Linked DNA regions of Capra hircus: region 1 is linked to region 2. The links are chromatin contacts, called in public Hi-C maps. All regions are on one chromosome and are shown on one strand. Each heading gives the region's core, a stretch centred on a gene start, on an enhancer-like site or on the middle of the called end of the contact. The rest is flanking DNA. Distances are from core to core; before and after follow the strand shown.

Evidence for each region. Hi-C and Micro-C count contacts between places; a contact is called where the count stands out from the background.
Region 1: a Hi-C map of blood shows a contact between it and region 2, with 5 times the contacts expected there. The contact joins two enhancer-like sites. A contact is called at or near these places in 2 of 5 Hi-C or Micro-C datasets (both in blood).

What each region holds. Positions count from the first base shown.
Region 1 is chr15:5,698,953-5,703,044 of ARS1.2, forward strand. It overlaps CELF1 (CUGBP Elav-like family member 1), which reads left to right. Exons shown (of 15, transcript XM_018059102.1): 15 at 1-966. Among named protein-coding and RNA genes, the nearest start is that of RAPSN, 11 kb to the right of the region's middle. Within about 2 kb of position 1,334, at least 1 of the 5 cell types and tissues checked has an H3K27ac peak or open chromatin away from gene starts, as enhancers often do.
Region 2 is chr15:5,575,464-5,579,412 of ARS1.2, forward strand. No RefSeq gene overlaps it. Among named protein-coding and RNA genes, the nearest start is that of C1QTNF4, 14 kb to the right of the region's middle. Within about 2 kb of position 2,543, at least 1 of the 5 cell types and tissues checked has an H3K27ac peak or open chromatin away from gene starts, as enhancers often do.

The DNA.
Region 1 (4,092 bases), core at 84-2,583, 120 kb after region 2:
CAGGAACCCCAGCCTGAGCGAGACCGCCGCGCACCCCACAGTCTGACTGCACAGAGCGGCCTCTGTGGGCAGAAGGCGCCGAGGCTCCCCTTCCTGTGTATTCAGAACCCATGTTTGCCAATATATTTTGCTTTCAATTCCAAGAGGAGCTCTGGGAAAACCTGTGGATAAAACCAAATGCCAAATGTTGGACGTTGTTTCCTTTTCCTTTTTCTCTCTCTGATTGTTTTAATTGTTTTGTGGTGGTTTTAATGGATTTGAGACCCTGGAGCGGCAGCTGCCTTTCTGATTTCCAGCTGCTTTTTGTGAATAATTTAAAAAGAAAAAAAAAAAGAAACTTTACATTTTGGAGACAAACCTGTGTGAGTTTTTTATTGGTACAAACGTTGTATTTAACACTAGGGGTTTTGTACAGTTTTTTGCCTTTTCTACTAGAAAACAATGTAAAGTGATTTCACAATGTGAAGAGAAAAAATTGCCACTATGACCAAACGCACAGTCTGTTCTGCAGCAACAACGGGATTCAATCAACTCAAAGTCGTGATTCAGCCGTAGAAATGCTTTTTCTTTACCTTGTTTGAGCTTTTCCTTTCTTTCCTGTTTTGATTTGCAAAAGAAAATGTCTTTTTTGTGTGAACTTGTGTTGTACTATGTAGAAAATTATGGATTTTACTTTAATGGTTTAAAAAAAAAAAAAAAAAGGCAAGAAGAGCCCCTGTAGCTTTTCTGACCTGATCACAGAGTTTGTGTAGTGGATTAAAAAAGAAAAAAAAAATTGTTACAAGTTTGGAGCAAGGGAGTATGTGTTTAAAAGGAAATCTTCCTTTTTTGTGTGTTTTTCCTTTTGTCCCAATGGGGAACCTAAAATCTGTTTTAATTGCACAGACACACGGACAAAAAGTCATTTTGTATCTGCCAAGTGTGGTACCTTCCTTTGTTTATTTGCTATTAAACTGTTTGAGAAGAGCTGCCGTTGTCTTCTGTGTTACTGATTGCTGGGGCAGGTGTGGCCTTTGGGGCAGATTGGCCTTCCTGAGGAAGGGGTGGGCACTCTAGTGTGGTTTCACTTTGATGTGCCTGTTAGTATCCAGTGGGACCACCCCAGACTCCTGAAAGAACAGGATTTCTTTCAGAAAAGTGCCTTCTGTGTGGATCCTGCATTCTTCTCAACGGACCCACTAACCAGGAGGCCCTTACACAGCTTTTTGGCAGCCTTCATTTCTGTGCTTCTTCCATCGCCAGTAGTGGACGCCACCCTGCAGGACTGGCCCAGACCTGTGAGTGCAAGTCCCTTCCTTGGCTGCGGGGTTCCTGCCCCCAGGGAGGCAGCCAGCGAGCACCGAGGTGCCGCGTCGGGCCTTCTCGCTCCAGACCAAAGTGCGTGGGCTCCTTTTCCCCTCTTTCCTGACCTCAGGACAAGGTCACATTTCTAGGGTTTCTTGGGTTTACCTCTCAGTAATTCTAGATCACTTTCCAAGTGAGGCCCATACCGAGGCTTCCCCTCCTGCCTCTGTGGACTGTGGATGCAGTCAGCCCCTGGGCCGGGAAGCTCGCCCCCTGGCTGAGGCATGAGCTTGTCTTGCCCCTTCCTACCGCGGTCAGCATCACTCCCCTGGGAGGCCCATCCTCGTGAAGCTGGCGCCTGTGCAGGGGCCTGCAAGCGGCTCTGGCCAGTAGGTGGGCCAGGCCTCAGCCTTCTCATCAGGCTGGCTCCGTGTGGGGTGGGTATGGAGTAGTGTTTGCCACAGTGGGTTGTACTGGGTGCTAGTCCAGCAAGTGTTTATGCAGTCATTGTCCCAGCTTGTGTTCACTGACCACCGTCCTAATGCTGCGGGGAACACTGGACGCACTAAACGCTCTCATCTTTATAACCCCTGGGGGGCCTACTGTTCCCATCCCCACCAGGCAGATGAGCAAACTGAAGTTAAAAGAAATTGGGTTGTGGGCCTCTCTGGTGATCCACCGGTTAAGACTCCATGCCTCCACTGCAGGGGGCATGGGGTTGATCCTGCGCGCCACATGGCATGGCCCCCAGGATAAATAAAAATAAGAAAAATACTTAAGAAAAAGAAATAGTATCGGGGTGAGGGGAGCATTAATCTTGCCCTCTGCAAAAAAGATAAGTCAAGTTTATTTACAAACATCTAGTATGTTGAGTTCAAGAGTTTGATCCTTTTTTCAAAGAGATTGCACCTCTTAAAATGCTCCCCTTCATATCTTGTCTCCTGAATTCCCCACCCGGCCCCAGCCATGCCGCACAGCTTTTGGAATCTTACTTCCCCAACCAGAAATTGAAGCCCAGGCCCTCAGTGGTGAAAGCACAGAGTCCTAACCGCTGGACCACCGGGAGTTCCCTCTTGGATTATATTTCAGGTCGTGAGTGTCTTGGTATGAAGATCAGCAAATCCAGATCCAGGCTACAAAATTCACAGCTAGTAGCTTCCACTTGTTTTCCCCCGAAAGTGGGGAAATCTTCCCACGGACGCTCTGTCCCAGCGTTGCAACGCCGGTGGATCTCTGCGAAGGTCTTGGAGCCTGAAGGTGGAAGTGACCGCAGCCACCCAGCAAGACTGCCTTTCCCAACCACCCCATCCCCCTGTGTCCAAAGTACTGCCACACTCCTTTGAGTCTTTTTGTCCTGTGCACATTTTAGAAATAGAACTAGGAACTGAAAAAAAGGAGACACTGAGTTGCTCTTGGGAAGTGGTGTGCACCGAAGAGTCAAACCAGGTCTGCCTGACTTGCAGGCCCTCATCCTAGAGAAGTAACTCCGTAGAAGCGACTGAGTCTGCTGTGCTTACCTGTGCAGACTCATCACGTGTGATCAGCGTGCTGTCCTCTAGGCTCAAGGGGAGGGACCCTACATCCCTCTGACTCCCTCAGTGGTGCATTTATCTCAGCTTTGTCTTCAAAGTGACTCTCAGTCACTTTAAGGGATTCACTAGTAACTCAGTCTCCAAATTGTTGGTCAGCATGCCCCTGCGAGGTGCCACTTCCCTTGAATACTGGGGTGCTTCCTAAACGTCATTCCTGCCACACAGTTCTTTCTTTAGATCAGTTCAGTCACTCAGTCATGTCCGACTCTTTGCGACCCCATCAGCCGCAGCATGCCAGGCCTGCCTGTCCATCACCAACTCCCGGAGTTCACCCAAAACCGTGTCCATCGAGTCAGTGATGCCATCCAGCCGTCTCATCCTCTGTTGTCCCCTTCTCCTCCTCCCCTCAATCTTTCCCAGCATCAGGGTCTTTTCCAATGAGTCAACTCTTCACATATGGTGGCCAAAGGATTAGAGTTTCAGCTTCAGCATCAGTCCTTCCAGTAAACACCCAGGACTGATCTCCTTTAGGACTGGTTGGATCTCCTTGCAGTCCAAGGGACTCTGATCTCCTCCATCACCTGTTGCCACTTAAGCTCATCTTTACCTTGTGTTTAATTTTTTTTTTCCTTTTGCATTGTGGTAAGTTAACAATTTCCTATCCACACCATTTTTAGGGAAACAGTTCAGTGACATTCAGTACATTGCCAGTGTGGCACTACCATAGCCACTTAATGTTTTAAGTCAGCTTGAAACGCACCTTTGGTAACTTCACCTCCTTCGGGCCGTTGGTATTTGTGAAGTCACAAGTTCGATGCCCTAGTTGTATGTTTTAAAATAACACATCAAGGGATTTACCTGGCAGTCCCGTGGTTAAGCCTGGGGTGGCACAGGTTCGTTCCCTGGTCAGGGAACTAACACCCCACATGCTGCTTGGCCAAGATAAAAAACACCTGAGGCTACGTGATCATCGGGACACAAAACGGCCACACGGCACCTTCTCAAAGGATCTGTGTTTCACACTTTGGGAATTTGGACCAGGGTGAGGAGTCGGGCTTGCCCATGGACTCTTTGGGACCTGTTGCCTCTGAAATTAGAAGGCGCTTGGTTGAACCTGAAGCTGTCTCCCGCCTGACCCGGATGCTCTGATTCACAGTAAAGAATGAGGTGGTAGATCTCTTGAAGTCTTTGCGTTTGGACTCCTTCATTCCTGAAACAGAACTTGACTTAAAAAGTACGACTTGAACATCTAGTTTAACATCATACTTAAAGGCTG
Region 2 (3,949 bases), core at 1,293-3,792:
TGTAAAAGTACCAGGCTATACAGACAACTTCAGGATGAAAGAAACTTTAAACCCAGTCCTGTGTCCCAGCTTCTCATGTTACCTAAACATACCATAATTCGGCTATAATTTCCTCCTCTAGAAACGTCCTCCTTCCCTCTCTCCCTTGAAGTGTTCCCTGTGTGGTAAAATTCAGTTCTAGGGTCGTCTCTTTGTGAAGTCTGTCTTAAGTCCTCTCAGCTGGACAAGATCTTCGCCTTCAAACGCTTCCTCCCCCAAGGCTTGTAATGATATTGCCAACTAAGCTGACAGAAGAGAAGCTGCATCCCACACTGAGTTCAGGGCTCACATAGCAGTAGCATCACTTCTCTCTGATCTGAAAATCTGTGGGAAAAAATTATATTGATCCCTTTAAAACAGGCCCACGGAAACAGCAGCCTCCCTGGGCTTTGTAGGAAAAGTGTAGCTGGTGAAGTAAGTGCGTGAAGTTGGTCAGTTTAAGGTGCCGTGCATGGCAGACAAGGGAAGTGAGGAGAACAATGGTCGTGACTGTCCCGCCTGTCATGTAAGCTTTTGGTACAGTAGGTATCTCCACTTGAGAAATAAAGAAAATGAGACCCAAGTAACTCATTCAGAATTATATAGCTAGTATGTTTCAGAGCCAAGTTCAAACCTGAGTCACATTCCAAGGCATGTTTGCTGCTCCCTAGGAGCAATGAAATGCCGAGAGAAAGTAGCCAGTCAGCCGAATGGTAAGGGGTTCATCCATCTGAGGACAAGTGCCCTCCCTCTTAGTCAAATCAGTGAACCAAAGAAAAGAGCCTTCTGTAGAATAGGGTAAAACAGTCTTTGATCAGAAGAGACCTGTTGTTTTGCCTCTGCAGGATGATAAGTAGGTGAAGCAACTGAAGATAGAAATGATCACCGTTGCTTTCCTAGGCTACTGGGGTTTATACAGCTCGGACACTTGCTGTATGGGAAGGCTTTATTCCTATGGGCTCATCAGTCCAGTGTCTTGGAACTCCCTACTCCATCTGAAGGCTAACGGTTTTTGAAAGTGATTTATTTACATGTCAGCTCACTGGATTCTCTTTCTTTGCCTCGGCTCATGAGATCTTAGTTCTGTAACTAGAGGTGAAACCTGGACTCTCAGCAGTGAAAGCATGGACTCATAACCACCGGACCACCAAGGAATTCCCTCAGTGGATTCTTCCGAAACATACTTGCCTATTGGATGGGTTCATTCATGCTGCCTCCCTAGGTGCCATAGTAATTTGTATCTTTGGACTTCTGGGGTGGTTTTTTTGTTTGTTTTTCTTTTTAGTTTTGGTGGAGCCATGCAGCTCTGGGATCTTAGTTCCCCAACCAAGGATCAAACCTGTACCTCAGCAGTGAGAACACAGAGTTCTGATCACCGGACTGCCAGGGAATTCCTCTGGAGTTTGTTTTTAAAAGTAGACAAAGATGTGTGTCTTTATCTCATCTGAAGGTTTTTTTTTTTTTTTTTTTTAGGGTTAAGGATGTCACATGTGATATCTCATTTTTTCTCCCTCTGTTGATCCCTCATTTTATTGTCTCATCAGACTTGAGAGAATCAGAATCTTGAACTCTTGATTTTTGTCCTAGAGAGGAAGTTGCAAATGAAAGGTCCTTTTGCCACCAATGCCCGCCCCCCCGACAATTGCAGAAGAATATCTTGGCTAGTAGCAGCAATTAGTTTTCTAAAGCAACTGTTTTCCCTTCCAACCAATTTTGTCCATATGAGTCAGCTTCCTCTGTTCGCTGCCTTCCCACGCTGTCTTGGGGAGGCAGGTCTTCCAGACACACTGTCGTGAGAGGAAATGTTGAAAAGCCCACTTGCCTTTTGCTCTTACAAGTGGATTCCTCTGCAGCCGGGGCCCCAGTCTCCTGTCTGGGATCAGTTAGATCTTGTATTAAAAACCACAGTTGTTCTGGAACCAACTTACTACCACCCCAAAAAGAATGTTTCCAAGTAGATTCAGATTAGTACCACACACCAAAAATGGCTGAAGGACAGTGCTTTGGAAAAGGGAGAGAAACAAAAATGTGACCTGGAGGAGTTTTTGAAGACTCGCCAGCTACCCGAGGGAGAGTAAGTAATGAAATAAACCCACCCCGTCCCAAATCCAAGAAGCCACCTGGGGTGAGAGAACCTTTTCTAGCACTAATTTTTGCCTCCCTCAGGCAGCCAGAAGAATGGACTGTTCCCTGGTAATGCCACATTTCCACGGAAAAATCTATTAGGCTTTGCGGTTTTTATTTCCAAACTGAGTAGTATGCAGAGCCAGAGGTGAGATAAGGACAAGCAGCAGAAGTGTGCCTACCGACTTTCCATCCTGTCTGCAGCCCTGCCCTGCTGGCACCCCAGAGACTGGTGAGTGTGTCCTCTGGCTGGAAGCGAAAAAGGAGGGTGAAAACGAAACGACAGAGCCGCGCCTCACGTCAGACAGCTCCCCACCTCCTGCAGTCCAGCATCGCAGACCCTTGCTGCCGAGGGGACCACACTGAGAGTTTATACACACAACCGCAGCCACTCAGCGCGCGAAGCCCTGCGCAGGGGCCGTGGGGAAGGCCCTACATCTCCACGGCCCCCTGGGCCTTCCTGTGCACTGAGGAGAGGACGGAGTCTGACGAGAGCATCAGAACTAGGGAAGTTGGGAGGATTAAATGGAACCACGTGTGAAAAACCAGGGCCTGGGAGTTCCCTGCCAGTCCAGTGGTTAAAACTCCACGCTGCCAGTGCAGGGGGCGTGGGTTTGGTCCCTGGTCAGGGAACTAAGGCCCCACACTGCAGCTTTTTTCTTTGAGGCCAAAGAAAAAGTAGCAAGCCCTGGTATACTTGCAGTGATGCCAGTTGAAACCAAGCTCCCTGGGATCCACAAGAGGAAGAGCTCACATCCAGCTGGGGGGACTCCGGGAAGACTTCATGGAGGAGTGGACTTTGAGCTGGTTCTCTAAGGGCAGATTGGCGGGAGGGCAGCAATTCCCCCCTCTGTCACTTGGCAGCCCTGTGACCTGGGACTAGTGATTTGATTGTATTCAGCTTCAGGCTCCTCATCTCTGAAATGAGGGTAATACTCCTCTTACTGGAGCGTAAATTCGAATCCAATGTCATAGTAACTATCTGGAATGTGGTAGCTGTTGTGATTATTTAAGGACTAGAAGGTACCAGTCCAGATAACGCAGGCAAAGTCACAGAACGAGGGAAGGCCGTGAGGGAAAGTGGAATTGCACCTCCATTGACAGTCCTCGCATTTCTTCAGCGCTGTTTTTCTGCGCTATCGCAAGCACCCAGGACAGTCCCTAGCACACAGTCCTCAATAAACGTTTGTTCGCTATCTTGAGATTCGGTGACATCTCAGCCCACCTCCCGAGCCTGCGCTGGTGCCTTACTCCACGCTTGCTGATCACCCTGTTTGCCACGCTGAAAGCCCGGAGGTGACTCGAGTCCTGTCTACCCCTCCCTCTTCTCAGAAGTCAGGGCTGGATTCCCAGAAGTGCCTCTTGAGTTTGTCATCCTCCCTTTGTCCCCACCGCCTCAGCGCGTCATCCCTGCTCAGCTGTCGCGGCAGCCTTCAATCTTGTCTTCCCGCCACCAGCGCAGGACGGTAGGCAGTAAAGCTGGGGCTCCGTGGCGTGGTCCGGTTATGGAGGATGGCTGCACCTTTCCTCTGCCGGAACAGGCGTTTGGCAAGGGACAAAGTACTTTCTGACTTAAGTTTCGTGAGACGTCCTGCCCCAGAATCCTTGAATTCATGCACCTGACCCACGTCGGGCAGGCGGCTCTCCTCCAGCCTCTTCTGCTCTGCGCATCTGTCCCTGGCTCGCAGCTGCTCTTTGTATCTGTTCCTTTCCGCTGGAGTCTTGTGCAGGAGGAGCAAAGCCGGGAGACTGGGATATTTATAAATAGAAAGTGGGTGTAGAGTTCTGCAGTGGCAAATGTTTTTTA